Linked DNA regions of Mus musculus: all the other regions are linked to region 1. A link is a contact called in public HiChIP or PLAC-seq and Micro-C data. All regions are on one chromosome and are shown on one strand. Each heading gives the region's core, a stretch centred on a gene start, on an enhancer-like site or on the middle of the called end of the contact. The rest is flanking DNA. Distances are from core to core; before and after follow the strand shown.

Region 1 (2,959 bases), core at 173-2,672:
TGAGAGCTGATCTGAATGACTCCCAGCCCCGACACACTCCAGGGCCTTCAAGGCTGCAGAAACTGGCTAGGGTGCTGGGTGCTCATTATCTCTGAGTTTGCCTCAGCTCCTGTCTGCATCCTACATCAGGTTCCTAAACTCTCTGAAATGCTGCTTCCCAGTGACACCCGTGTGGGTCTGCTCACAGCCCCTCTACTGGGAGAGATCCGGAATGGGTTTATTCTCTATAGAACTCTCCACTTCTATAGGACCCAGGGCTTTGGAAGGCAGGGTAGGGGGACAGATCCAGGACCACATCAACTCTTCTAAATACATCCAATATGCCAGGCACATGATGCTAAATGGTCACACTTTGCTACCCACCACAGTGACAATGCGAGTGGTCCCTCACTACAATCAATGGTGCAATGGCTGGTCACTCTGTTCTTCTGAAACGTCTACTATCCAAATGTTGTTGTTTCCTTCTTTCCTCTTCCCACCCCTTTTAGAAAAAAGGTCTCATGTAGCCCTGGCTAGTCTTACATTTCTGATCCTTCTGATTCCACCACACAAAGAGTTGGCATGACAGGTGTGTGCCACCACTCCCTGCTTCAAATTGTGAGGCTTATAGCGACTGACCAGCCAAGCAGGAGCCACAGTGCTGTGACAGCTCGGGCCTGCTTCCAGATGACAGTGGCAGGTCATCAGACCTAGAACGTGTATCCTATTCTTTCCCGGGACTAGCAAACTATTAGATATTCCCTAAATGGACCCAAACCCAGACTCCTTCTCCTGAAGGACCTGGCTCTCGTTGCACTCCTGTCACATCGCTGTCTAAACGTCCTGGACACTCCCCAGAAATCCACCAGCTGATCTCAACTCACTGGGGGCCTTTGCTTGAGCCTGCCCTGTGTTTGAAACATGGCGTCCAGAGGGAAGACCATTTTATCTCGGACGACCACCCCAGGATCTGGGCTGCTTTTGTCAACAGGGTACGATACTTCCGGCCACCAGCATGTCCAGCTTGCCCACAGACAGGCCCCGGGCTTGCGCAGAGCCACTGCATCAGGACAACTGGGATGTGGGCAGGGCAGGTAGCCGGCAAGGACACCGGCGCGGTTTGGGGAGGCTGGCCTGCGCAGCTCAAAAGCAGGGAGCGCCCTCAGAGGCTGCCCCGGGACCGCGGGCGTCGGTTCCCGGGGAGGTGGGGGGGCGGCCGCCACGTCCGCACTCCGTGGAGACACCGGCCTTGTCTCTCCCCGCTCAGGCCAGGCGACCCAGCGACACCAGGGCGGGGCGGGGCGGGGCGGCCAAGGTCCCACGGAGCCTGCAGCGCCCCGCCCCGCCGTGCCTCCGCGCCGCGCCTTCCTCACCTCGCCCTCCTCGCCGCCGCCGCTGCCGCCGCCGCCGCCGCTTCCAGTGGGCCGGCCGGAAGTGACGCGGCGCGCAGGCGCAAACGGCGCGGGCCACGTGATCGCTGGCGAACGGAGTGCGGCGAGGTCGGAGGCGCGCGAGGTCGTCCCGGAAACACGGGTGGGTGTCGGGGGAAGGGAGGGGTTGCCGGGCATCTCTGAACAAGAACATCGGCGCACCGGCCCCGGACACGCATTTCCCCGGCCCTGCGCTGCCAGCGAGCCCCCGCGTACCTGGCGATGGTTTTGTACTGGACTGCGCTAATCAAGTCATCATCACAGCTTGGGAATTATGTTTATTGAAAAAGTAAAAAGTATCACCATTAAAAAACAAACAAACCTGGAGAAAAAGCCAGGCCAGAGAAATGGGTATAGGGGCAAGAGGGTCGTTCCCCACAAGTCCTAACCAGCCTGGCTGCCTCACTGCACATCCAGTGGGCACTCTAGTCCTTGGGGCAAGGTGCTTGCCACTTCTCCAAGGAGGCGCAAGCCCCAAAGGGCTCTCCTGGCTCAGTCCATGCTGGTTCCTTTGAAGAGTTCCACCAAGTCTTTGAAGTCCGGGTCAATAAGGTCGGAGGGCAGATCGCCATCATCATTGGCTGCATCTCTGTCTGCCCCCAAAGAGATGAGATACCTGAGGTGTGAAGGGCAGGTGGTTAAAGCCTACTCAGCCCACTCCGGGGCCAAAAGGCTAGAATATTGGGGTCACCTGTTTGTTTTTTCCAGGCAGAGTGAGGAGGAAGAAACCTGACCCCTTGGAAGCTGTGGCCAGATTTTCCGGCTTGCTCTAATGTTGCAATCGGGTAGAAACTGCCAGAATCCCTGAGTTGATGCCTACATCCTCAGAGCCATATTTTGGGGGGGTCCACCTGGAGAGATTAGGATGAAACCTCTGAACCACATTCCATAGTCTCACCTGGCTATGTCAGGGTACCCATCACTGCAAGCGATGTGCAGTGGTGTCCAGCCTGTCTCATCCCGCTGGTGAATGTCAGCCCCGTATTTGACTAGCAACTTCACACACTCTAGGTTTCCAGAGAGCACAGCTTCATGCAGAGCAGCCAGTCCTGGGCAGGGTGGGAACACAGGGTCAAAGCTGTAACCCTCAGAAGAGGATCTCCCCTGCCTCCTTATGGACAGAAGGCCAGACTCTCAGTTATCTACTCACCTGAGGGATGGATAGTGTCTAGGGAGACTTTCCGAGCCCGGATAAAGCGTCCCACCTGCTCCAGGTCGCCTTGTCGAATGTGGTCCAAGAAGAGAACATCGTTAGGGAAGCGCACGCTCCGATCGGCCAACATCCGCCGCCTCCGCTGTCGGGGGCTGTAGCGAGCATAGCGGACCGTTCGGCTGGGCATCCTGGGATTGAGGTGGGCTATCTCTGTGGGTATGAGTGAGAAAGTGTCCCTACCAGACCAGATCTGTGTAAGCTCTCCTGCTCGACAGAACCTCGATTCCAGCTTATAAAGGGCTTGCGAGGCTATATAAAGCCACGCAGTCATGCTTGCAGACGCGAGGGGCTGAAACTGAGCTGCTCCGCGCTCCCTGAGCACAGGATCATGTTTAGT
Region 2 (2,959 bases), core at 130-2,629, 650 kb after region 1:
AGTACTTGTAAGCTAATTATGAGGCAGCTGGTGGGAAGTAGGGCATCTACTTCCATCCACAACTCAAGCTTATCAGGATGCCCACCATCACCACCCCTCAGAAGAGCTTCCCAGGCAGTATATGGACCTGTCTTCTCTGACCAGACAGGGCTGAATATGTGCTTCAATGGGCAAAAAAATTGTGGGCTGACCATAGGTAATTTCTGTCCAGCCCACAGAGCACCTATTTGGAGGATTGTCAGGGCATGTGAGTCTCTGATCACTCATGCATCCATATATGACTGCCCCATCCCAAGCCTGTGTTTCTACACGAACACATGTGTACGTAAACCAGCGTACATGAAGCATATCTACTTAACTCAAATCATAAACCTGGAGCCAGAAAGAGCACAGAAGAATGTCAGAAATGATATGTGTAAGTTTCCTCTACGACCCAGGTCTGTGTGGTCCGGTCCCTGATGAAGCTGTGTCTGTGTCTCTACACTTCTGTGTGTATAACTAGAGTGGCTGAGCTCTGCTGTCCAGGAAAGGTCTCAAAATACATGCAGAATTGTCAGAGTTAGGTCCCTGTCCCTAAGGACTCCGTTTCTTAGTTACCATTTCAGGTGTGGGTTTGACAGAGGCTCACAAGGCCAGTTTTGGATAGGTGAGGTGTGAAAGGCTGGGATGAGGTAACCAGCAGAGATGTGAGGAGACAGACCATGTAGTGGGTGGGGAGTCCTAAAGGCTCAAAAAGGGTCCCTAGCGAGAGAAACCTGTTCACGTGACTGAATGCAGCTCGACTCCAAGAAGAGGTTTCCTGTGGGCAGGGCCTCTGTGCAGAGCTTGGAGGTGGGCAGCCACGTGGACATTTTCACTATAGAAAGGATGCCGCAGGATACACTAACCAAGTCACGCCCCAACACATCAATCACGCCCACACTACCACGCCCTCTCTCTAAATTAAGCCTGCTCAAGTCTCAGTAGGGCTGGTCCCACCTGTCACCTCTAGCCAGGGACCAACCCAGACACGAGTCAGACCCCGCCTTGTCATGAGCACGTCCCACCCCTGTTAGGTCCCACCCCTGGGATGGCCACGCCTCACTCTGCCAAGGACACAGCAATCAAGACCACGCTCTGCCTCCCTCCGACCCCGCCCTCGGAGTGGCCACGCCCACACACACCAGTCAGGCTCCGCCCGCTGTGGCGCGCGGCCTCCCGGTCCCTAAGGATCCCGCTACCTGGTCGCGCGCCGGCGCTCTGCAGCACTACTTCCCTCGGGAATTCTGGGTGGTCCCCTCCGCTGAGGCGCCATCGGGCCCAGCCGTCGCAGAGCCAGCTACGACACGAGAGCCACCAAACTCGGGGCAATAGCTGCGACAGCGAAAGCGAGGCGGGAACGGGGTCGGGACGCGGGAGCGACGCGCTCGGTCTTCGTCCGGCTCACGGCCAGACGAGAGCAATCGGAGGCCGAGCGGTGGCGGGGGTGGGGTGGGGTGGGGGGAGGCGGAGCCTTCTCGGCCCTTGGCACTGCAACCCTGAGGCACCTGCGGAATTCTGTCTTCTCCTGTAGCTGGGCTGCGGCGGCGACGCGGGTGAGTCAAGCCCACAGCCACCGATTGTGCTGGGCCCGGATGACCTGTCTCCTACGGCCGCCGCCCTCTCCTTTCCCCGGCCCCGAGAGCTGCATTGAGAAGCCTGTCAGGGACTTTGAACTGCCTGAGAGTGGCAGGTCGGGCAGGGTTGGGGATTGAGGGCGAGCGTAGGGGGGGTGTGGTTCCTAAGGCTAGGACTTTTGAGTCCTTGCACAGGACGAGCAGGTGAAATCATGCAACTGGATGCACAACTCTGTAATTCTTTTTAATAATCGCTTGTGATTTTACAGAAGGTAGGAAAACTGTTTCTAATATCTTGACTGCTTCAGTGTCCTCCAGAAATGAACTGTAATGGAAACTATAGTCAGTTCTGATATATGTAGAGTTTATTCCCTTTTCAGGTTATTGTTGTTGTTATTTGCAGTAGCCAGGGTGGATCGCAGGGTTCCTGGCATAATGAGCAGCCGGTGCTGTATCACGGAGCTAGTCACCATCTCTCCAAATTACCACTGCCTTAATTGTTTTTCAGTACGAGGAATTGAACCTAAGGCCTTCTGCATGCTAGACAAGTGTTGTACCACTAAGCAATCCAGTCCTTATTTTACTTATTAGTCTGGAGACAGGGTCTTATTAAGTTGCAAAGTCTAGCCTTGACCTTCCTTTATAGCCCAGGCAAGTCTTAAACTTTAATCCTCCTTCCTCAGGAGGGGGTGGGGTGGTGTACTGGCTAGCTTTGTGTCAACTTGACACAGCTGGAGTTATCACAGAGAAAGGAGCTTCAGTTGAGGAAATGCCTCCATGAGATCCAACTGTAAGGCATTTTCTCAATTAGTGATCAAGGGGGAAAGGCCCCTTGTGGGTGGGACCATCTCAGGGCTGGTAGTCTTAGTTCTATAAGAGAGCAGGCTGAGCAAGCCAGGTGAGGCAAGCCAATGAAGAACATCCCTCCATGGCCTCTGCATCAGCTCCTGCTTCCTGACCTGCTTGAGTTCCAGTCCTGACTTCCTTTGGTGATGAACAGCAGTATGGAAGTGTAAGCCGAATAAACCCTTTCCTCCCCAACTTGCTTCTTGGTCATGATGTTTGTGCAGGAATAGAAACCCTGACTAAGACAAATTGGTACCAGGAGTGGGGTATTCCTGTGACAACCTGACCATGTTCTGGGGAGGACTGTGGAAGGACTTTGGAACTTTGGGCTTGAAGATCCATTCGTTGTTAAGAGCTCTGTCAGATGTTGTGTAGGAGCTTGGAAGATAATGTTGAGAACAGTGCAGAAGATGGAGGTTTGGTTTGTGAAATTTCAGAGGGAAAATTAAAGACTCTTTTCAGGGCCATTGCTGTTTTGATTGTGAAGATTCTGTAGTTCTGGTTAGCTGGGGCTGAAG
Region 3 (2,959 bases), core at 245-2,744, 570 kb after region 1:
GATGAGCCAGTGGGAGCAGGGTGAAAGCCCATCAAATCTCCAGGGAAGGGCCTGGGTCCACTCAGCATCCTCAGGACCCAGATCCAGGGGTACAGCTTCCTGAGGCCCCAGCTCAGTGGGCACAGGCTGGGGTCCCTGAGCCCCAGAGCCTGCAGAGACAGAGATGCCATGTGGCAGATGACCTTGGCCCTCTCCCCCACTAAGCCCGGGCCATTCCTCGGGCTCAGACGATGCCTCTGAGAGTTCCATGGGCTCAGCATCCCACACTCCTTCTTCCCAGTCTCCCATCTCCAGCATGTTCTTAACGACGAGGAAAGCTGCCTTGAAGCAAGCAAAGCAGATCTTCATCTGTTCCCCATGGACAAGATGGTACAGCCACGCCCCATAGAGGCAGGACATGCCCTTGGCCCCATGGCGAACGCTGACTGGGGGACACATGGTCAAGAAGTCTGTCTGCAGCTAAGCGGACACACAGAGGAAGACTTGCTCGATGGTCTCAGTAGGACCATAGAGGCTAGAAATAGGTGGAAAAGGTGAGAATGAGAGAAACGGGAGAAAACAGGGCACAGTAGGAGGTCTAGGGGCTTTGGGGCTGCAGGATACGGGGCAGTGGTACGAGAACTGGGTGAGAATTAAATGAATACCTCTCTGGAGAAGTAGACAGGCTTGAGCTTCCAGAAACTTCTTCAGCTTCACACTTGCTCCAATGTCTGGAGAGCTTGAAAGGCAGAGGAAATGAGGTTTGCCTCCCCCCACCCCAGCCCCCGGGCTGCTGCAGGGCCCCCCTTGAGGAGAGGGTGTTGGAGCTCTGGCCCCCGGGGCTCCCTGCTCACTCTGGACAGGCTGGGGTGACATCAGAGTTGTCCTCAGGGCTCAAGGCCCCGACCTCACACTTGCACCCGGCTACCAACCAAAGAGGCCGGGAAGCCTACGTCAGGAGTATCTCCTCTCTGCCCACCGTGCTCACCCGGCCCAGCCCTCGGCCCAGTCCCTTTCCATCCTTACCTCCCTGACTGAGCGCCCAGGTGCCAGCTAAGGGACTCCAAAGCCAGGCTCTCCTCACTGAGCACTGAACACCGAGCGAGGACCAACAAGGCCTTATAAAGGGTCAACGGCCATGATGCTCCAGCTCATTTACATATCTCCCATGAGGCCCCAAAGCAGCAGGAAGCGAAGGCGCTGAGTCACTCTGGCCCCCAAGGTGCACATGAGGCCTGGCGCCCCCTACAGCGCGCATGCGCTGCTCCCCTGCGGACACCTGAGCACCCTGTGTGCTTCCTGTGTGCTCTAGCGGTGCCCGATGTCCCCATCCCTGTGCCTTCGAGGGACTCGAAGGCCTGGGTTCAGAGCTGGGCCCGCAGCACATCTTGTTTGGAAAAGTCGATTCCTTCTTCCCTGTCTCTTTAGTAAAAAGTTCTTTAACACTTGGGAAACTGCTCGCTCAGTTCTCAACTGCAGGCTAAGCACAGTTGCCCCTCTCTGGGTCTTTTTGTTCTCAGACTCTTTAAAGAAATTCTTTGTAGAGTTTATCCTTAGAGGAGTCTGGGACTCAGAGGAAAAACCAAGCATAAGATACAAGGTTTCCAGCAGCCTCTGGAGCTCAACCTTGACCACACAGAGGTTTATTTGTTAAAATCTGCCGCAGTCCACTCTGGACACCCCACAGGGGTGGACACTGGTGTAGTGACGTTCCTCTGTCATCACAGGGCCAGTTTCACTTCAGTAATACTCCATTAAAAGAATAAATCCCTTTATCCACTCACTTCTTGTAGAAGATCTGGTTGCTTTCTGGGGTTTGGTAATTTGGTATTTTAAAAAGCTATTACCAGTTTTGCATTGGTCTTCTAAACTTAAGCTTTTGTCTCCTTTGAATACACCCAGAGAAGCACAAAAGCCACGTTGTGAGCTAGTTGTAGTGTGTGAGAGCTGGCACAGTTTTCCAAAAGCTCTTCCTTCAGGACCAAGTGGAGTCTGAAGCCACATGAGCTTGCAAGTCCTGGAAAATGGCAGTTGTGCCCAAAACAATGAGAAGTAAATGGCCATTCGCGCGAAAAACTGATCTATCACAGTCGGAGACTGAAAGAATCCAAGCTTGAGTGAAGAGTTGCATCACGCTGGGCTACCCTCTCGCTTCAACCTCTTTTTTTTTGTCTGAAAGGGAGCAGGGTTCCTGAGGAATCTTTTTAAAAAGATACTAGAGCGTGAGTTCCAAGACAGCCAGTGCCACACAGCACTGTCTTAAAAAAACAAAAATAAACAAACAAATAAATATTGCCAGATCACAGTTAGAAATGTACGTCCCATGACTAAGCAATCAAATATATGAGCCTATGGTGGCCATTCTTATTCAAAAATGTCTTGTACTGGAGAAGTGGCTCACAACAGGCTTAAGTTCTAGCCCCAGGGGGTCGGATATCCTCTTCTAGCTACTTCACCTATACACACATGGCACACTCATACCCCCCCCCACACACACAAATACAAATAAAAATAAAACTTAAAAAAAAAGAATTATTGGGATTTGTACTGGCTGGCTTTGTGTGTCAACTTGACACAGCTGGAGTTATCACAGAGAAAGGAGCTTCAGTTGAGGAAATGCCTCCATGAGATCTAGCTGTAAGGCATTTTCTCAATTAGTGATCAAGGGGGAAAGGCCCCTTGTGGGTGGGACCATCCCTGGGCTGGTAGTCTTGGGTTCTATAAGAAAGCAGGCTGAGCAAGCCAGGGGAAGCAAGCCAGTAAAGAATATTCCTCCATGGCCTCTGCATCAGCTCCTGCTTCCTGACCTGCTTGAGTTCCAGTCCTGACTTCCTTGGTGATGAACAGCATTCAGTATGGAAGTGTAAGCCGAATAAACCCTTTCCTCCCCAACTTGCTTCTTGGTCATGATGTTTTGTCCAGTAATAGAAACCCTGACTAAGACAGGATTTGAGAGATGGTTCAGTGGTTAAGAGCACTG
Region 4 (2,959 bases), core at 168-2,667, 540 kb after region 1:
CATCTTAAGCAAGGGCTCTACTACTGAGCTACATCCCAGCCCTGCACTGTCCCTCCCCAGACCCTGCACACACAGCCCAGCCCCTGTGCACCCCTAGCCCCTGTACACCCCTAGCCCCTGTGCACTCCCAGTCCCTGAGTGCTCCCCAGCCCCTGCACACACACCCCAGCCCCTGCACACCCTGTGCACCTCCAGTCCCTTTGTGTCCCCCAGCCCTTGCACACACACATATCCCCTGCACACCCCCAGCTCCTGTGAACCCCCAGTCCCTGTGTGCCCCAGCCCCTGCACAGCCCCCTGCCTCTGTGTGCCCCCCCCTTTTACTATTATTTTTCAGAAATGATCTCAGGTAGCTTAGCTTGCCTTGAATTGCTGAGTGGCTCTTGAACTTCTGATCCTCCTGCCTTTGACTCTCAAGTGCTGAAATTACAGATCTTTTCTTAGCAATGGGTGGATTTTCCCAAGGTGATAAGAGGAGGAGATAAGTATATGAGGAGATAAGTGTACCCCACACATTGTTGACAAAGGATAAAACATCAGACAGGTAGCAGACTGTAGGTGAAGGGCGTGACCACACTGATATTTAGTGAACTTTGGCAGGACTGGGAGCTAGTTCAGTAGACTGAGTAGTAGAATGAAGACTGGGATTTGAACCCTAGAATTCAAGCAGAGAATCTGGGTCCAGTTCCCAGCCACCCATACGATGGCTCCCAGCCATTTGTCAACTCAAGGCCATCAAGAGACCCTGTCTCAAAACAAGGTGGGCAGTTCTGGTCTACATTCATGTGCACAGGCATGTATAGACAAACACAAAGAGGAAAAAGTTGCCTCTCATATCAGCTGGGTATGTTGGCACACATATTCCCAGTATTTGGGAGATGAATGCAGGAAGTACAAAGGTTCAAGGCCAGCCTCAGCTACTTGAAATCCGCCTCAAAATAAATAAATAAATAAATAAATAAATAAATAAATAAAAATAAAACTGGCTCTTTGTGCCAGAATATCCCTGAGAGGTATTTTCCTACCGCCCCCAGGCTCCCTTAGCCACTGTGTTTTGCATAAGCGGAGTAATAGGCTCTTACTCCAAGACTTGGCCTTACACCCACACTGCGCACCTGTTTGCTTAGCATCAGTTGTCCCTTACTCTGCTCTTGTAGGTTTCTTAAGTTCTTTTGAGAGTACTTTCTTAAAACAAACAACAAAATGGCAGATATACAAATCTCCCCAACAAGATCAGACTTGCAGGCAGCTCTCAGCACCTGTCTTCTGTTGACATCCTAGACTTAGCATTGCTGTTACAGGAATCACGTTCCGGAGGCAGGAATTAGCAGAAGGAAACCCACAGTCTGAGTCATGGAGAGGGAGGGGAAAGTGAAAGCTTCCAGTTTCTTTTCATTGTTTCCTTTAGCTATGTTAAGCTCTGTGGTGTCAGAGAGTAAAACAAAGTCACGAGATCCAGGAGAGCGATCAGAGCTGAGCTAACCCTCTCCTGAGGGGTGGCTGGCAAGTCCTTCCTTAGGCCACTCTCAGCCAGGGCGTTCGATGTCCTGCAGGAATTTAAATTCATTCTCTCCCTACCTCCTCCACCTTCCTTCCTTCCTTCCTTCCTTCCTTCCTTCCTTCCTTCCTTCCTTCCTTCCTTCCTTCCTCCCTCTCTCTCTCTCTCTCTCTCTCTCTCTCTCTCTCTCTCTTTCTTTCTTTCACCAAAAACATCTTTATTTTTTTAGTCTTTAAAAAAACAAGACAACCGGGGCCTAGCAAACACAGAAGTGGATGCTCACAGTCAGCTATTGGATGGATCACAGGGCCCCCAATGGAGGAGCTAGAGAAAGTACCCAAGGAGCTAAAGGGATCTGCAACCCTATAGGTGGAACAACAATATGAGCTAACCAGTACCCCCTTGGAGCTCGTGTCTCTAGCTACATATGTATCAGAAGATGGCCTAGTCGGCCATCATTGGAAAGAGAGGCCCATTGGTCTTGCAAACTTTATATGCCTCAGTACAGGGAAAAGCCAGGGCCAAGAAGTGGGAGTGGGTGGGTAGGGGAGTGGGGAGGGGAGGGTATGGGGGACTTTTGGGATAGCACTGGAAATGTAAATGAAGAAAATACCTAAAAAAAAAAAAAAGACAAAACAAAACTTCCCAAATTAACCATGACTAGCTTAGAAAAATGGATGTATATCTTCAAAGAGTTTCCCTTTAATGGAAACTTCACTTTATAGAATCTAAATGTTAAAGGTTTGAAAAAGCACTCGGGAGGCAGAGGCAGGCAGATTTCTGAGTTCGAGGCTAGCCTGGTAACAAAGTGAGTTCCAGGACAGCCAGGGCTACAGAGAGAAACCCTGTCTCAAAACAAAACAAAAAACAAAAAACAAAAAACAAAAAACAAAAAACAAAAAAAACAAAAAAACAAAAAACCAAAAAAACAAAAAAACAAAAAAACAAAAAACAAAACAAAACCCAAAAAACAAAACAAAAAACAAAAAAAAAAAGCCCAAAAAATGGTTTTGGGGAAAAAAAAAAGCCGGAATCTAGCATAAGTCTAGGAAATCCATTCATCCTTCAGCCCTCCTCCAGGAACCACCATTTAGAATTTGATCTAACTTTGTAATTCTTTCTGGTGTAATTTCAAAATCTGTGACATCTTCCAACACCATATTGACAAAGTCATCAAATCCTAGAAATGTGCCAACAATTTCTTTATCACTCTTCATCACAATGTGAACTCTTGATCCTATACACTTATCCACAACTCTGATCTGAAGACAGAAAAGTCCAAGCTGAGAACTGGGACTACTCTCCGTGCATCTTACGGTCCAGCTCAAAAGGAAGGCCGAGCATGTCCTTCACTAAGTGGGACCTTCACCAACCACTGACAGGCAAAACCGTCTGTCAGTCTTCCCAGCCACGCCAATGGCAGGAGAGCCGGGCCTGAAGGCCCAGCCTCAGCCCCCAACG

The links. Hi-C and Micro-C count contacts between places; a contact is called where the count stands out from the background. HiChIP or PLAC-seq counts read pairs in DNA pulled down with a chosen protein or histone mark.
Region 2: an HNF4G HiChIP or PLAC-seq map of pancreatic cancer cells shows a contact between it and region 1. The contact joins the promoter of Ogfod3 here to the promoter of Mcrip1 in region 1. A contact is called at or near these places in 2 of 39 promoter capture datasets (the SN4741 cell line and stem cell-derived epiblast-like cells) and 1 of 115 datasets of contacts at active chromatin or transcription factors (pancreatic cancer cells).
Region 3: a contact with region 1 is called in a Micro-C map of embryonic stem cells, with 2.3 times the contacts expected there. The contact joins the promoter of Tex19.2 here to the promoter of Mcrip1 in region 1. A contact is called at or near these places in 8 of 39 promoter capture datasets (the SN4741 cell line, cranial neural crest, embryonic stem cells and 5 more) and 1 of 484 Hi-C or Micro-C datasets (embryonic stem cells).
Region 4: an HNF4G HiChIP or PLAC-seq map of pancreatic cancer cells shows a contact between it and region 1. The contact joins the enhancer-like site here to the promoter of Mcrip1 in region 1. A contact is called at or near these places in 6 of 39 promoter capture datasets (embryonic stem cells, fetal liver, hippocampal neurons and 3 more) and 1 of 115 datasets of contacts at active chromatin or transcription factors (pancreatic cancer cells).

Annotation. Positions count from the first base shown.
Region 1 is chr11:120,548,305-120,551,263 of GRCm38.p6, forward strand. It overlaps Mcrip1 (MAPK regulated corepressor interacting protein 1), which reads right to left and starts at 1,423. Exons shown (of 5, transcript NM_001033231.4): 1 at 1,353-1,423. Ppp1r27 (protein phosphatase 1, regulatory subunit 27) reads right to left here and starts at 2,828. Exons shown (of 3, transcript NM_026814.3): 1 at 2,560-2,828; 2 at 2,308-2,458; 3 at 1,671-2,025. The coding sequence starts at 2,749. The coding sequence ends at 1,902.
Region 2 is chr11:121,203,269-121,206,227 of GRCm38.p6, forward strand. Ogfod3 (2-oxoglutarate and iron-dependent oxygenase domain containing 3) reads right to left here and starts at 1,380. Exons shown (of 9, transcript NM_025402.2): 1 at 1,221-1,380. The coding sequence starts at 1,294. It also overlaps a transcript of Hexdc not described here.
Region 3 is chr11:121,117,183-121,120,141 of GRCm38.p6, forward strand. Tex19.2 (testis expressed gene 19.2) reads right to left here and starts at 1,495. Exons shown (of 3, transcript NM_027622.3): 1 at 1,006-1,495; 2 at 645-718; 3 at 1-514. The coding sequence starts at 438.
Region 4 is chr11:121,089,809-121,092,767 of GRCm38.p6, forward strand. It overlaps a transcript of Sectm1a not described here. Among named protein-coding and RNA genes, the nearest start is that of Sectm1a, 10 kb to the left of the region's middle. Within about 2 kb of position 1,418, at least 50 of the 459 cell types and tissues checked have an H3K27ac peak or open chromatin away from gene starts, as enhancers often do. A contact at or near this core is called in pancreatic cancer cells, where this site is marked.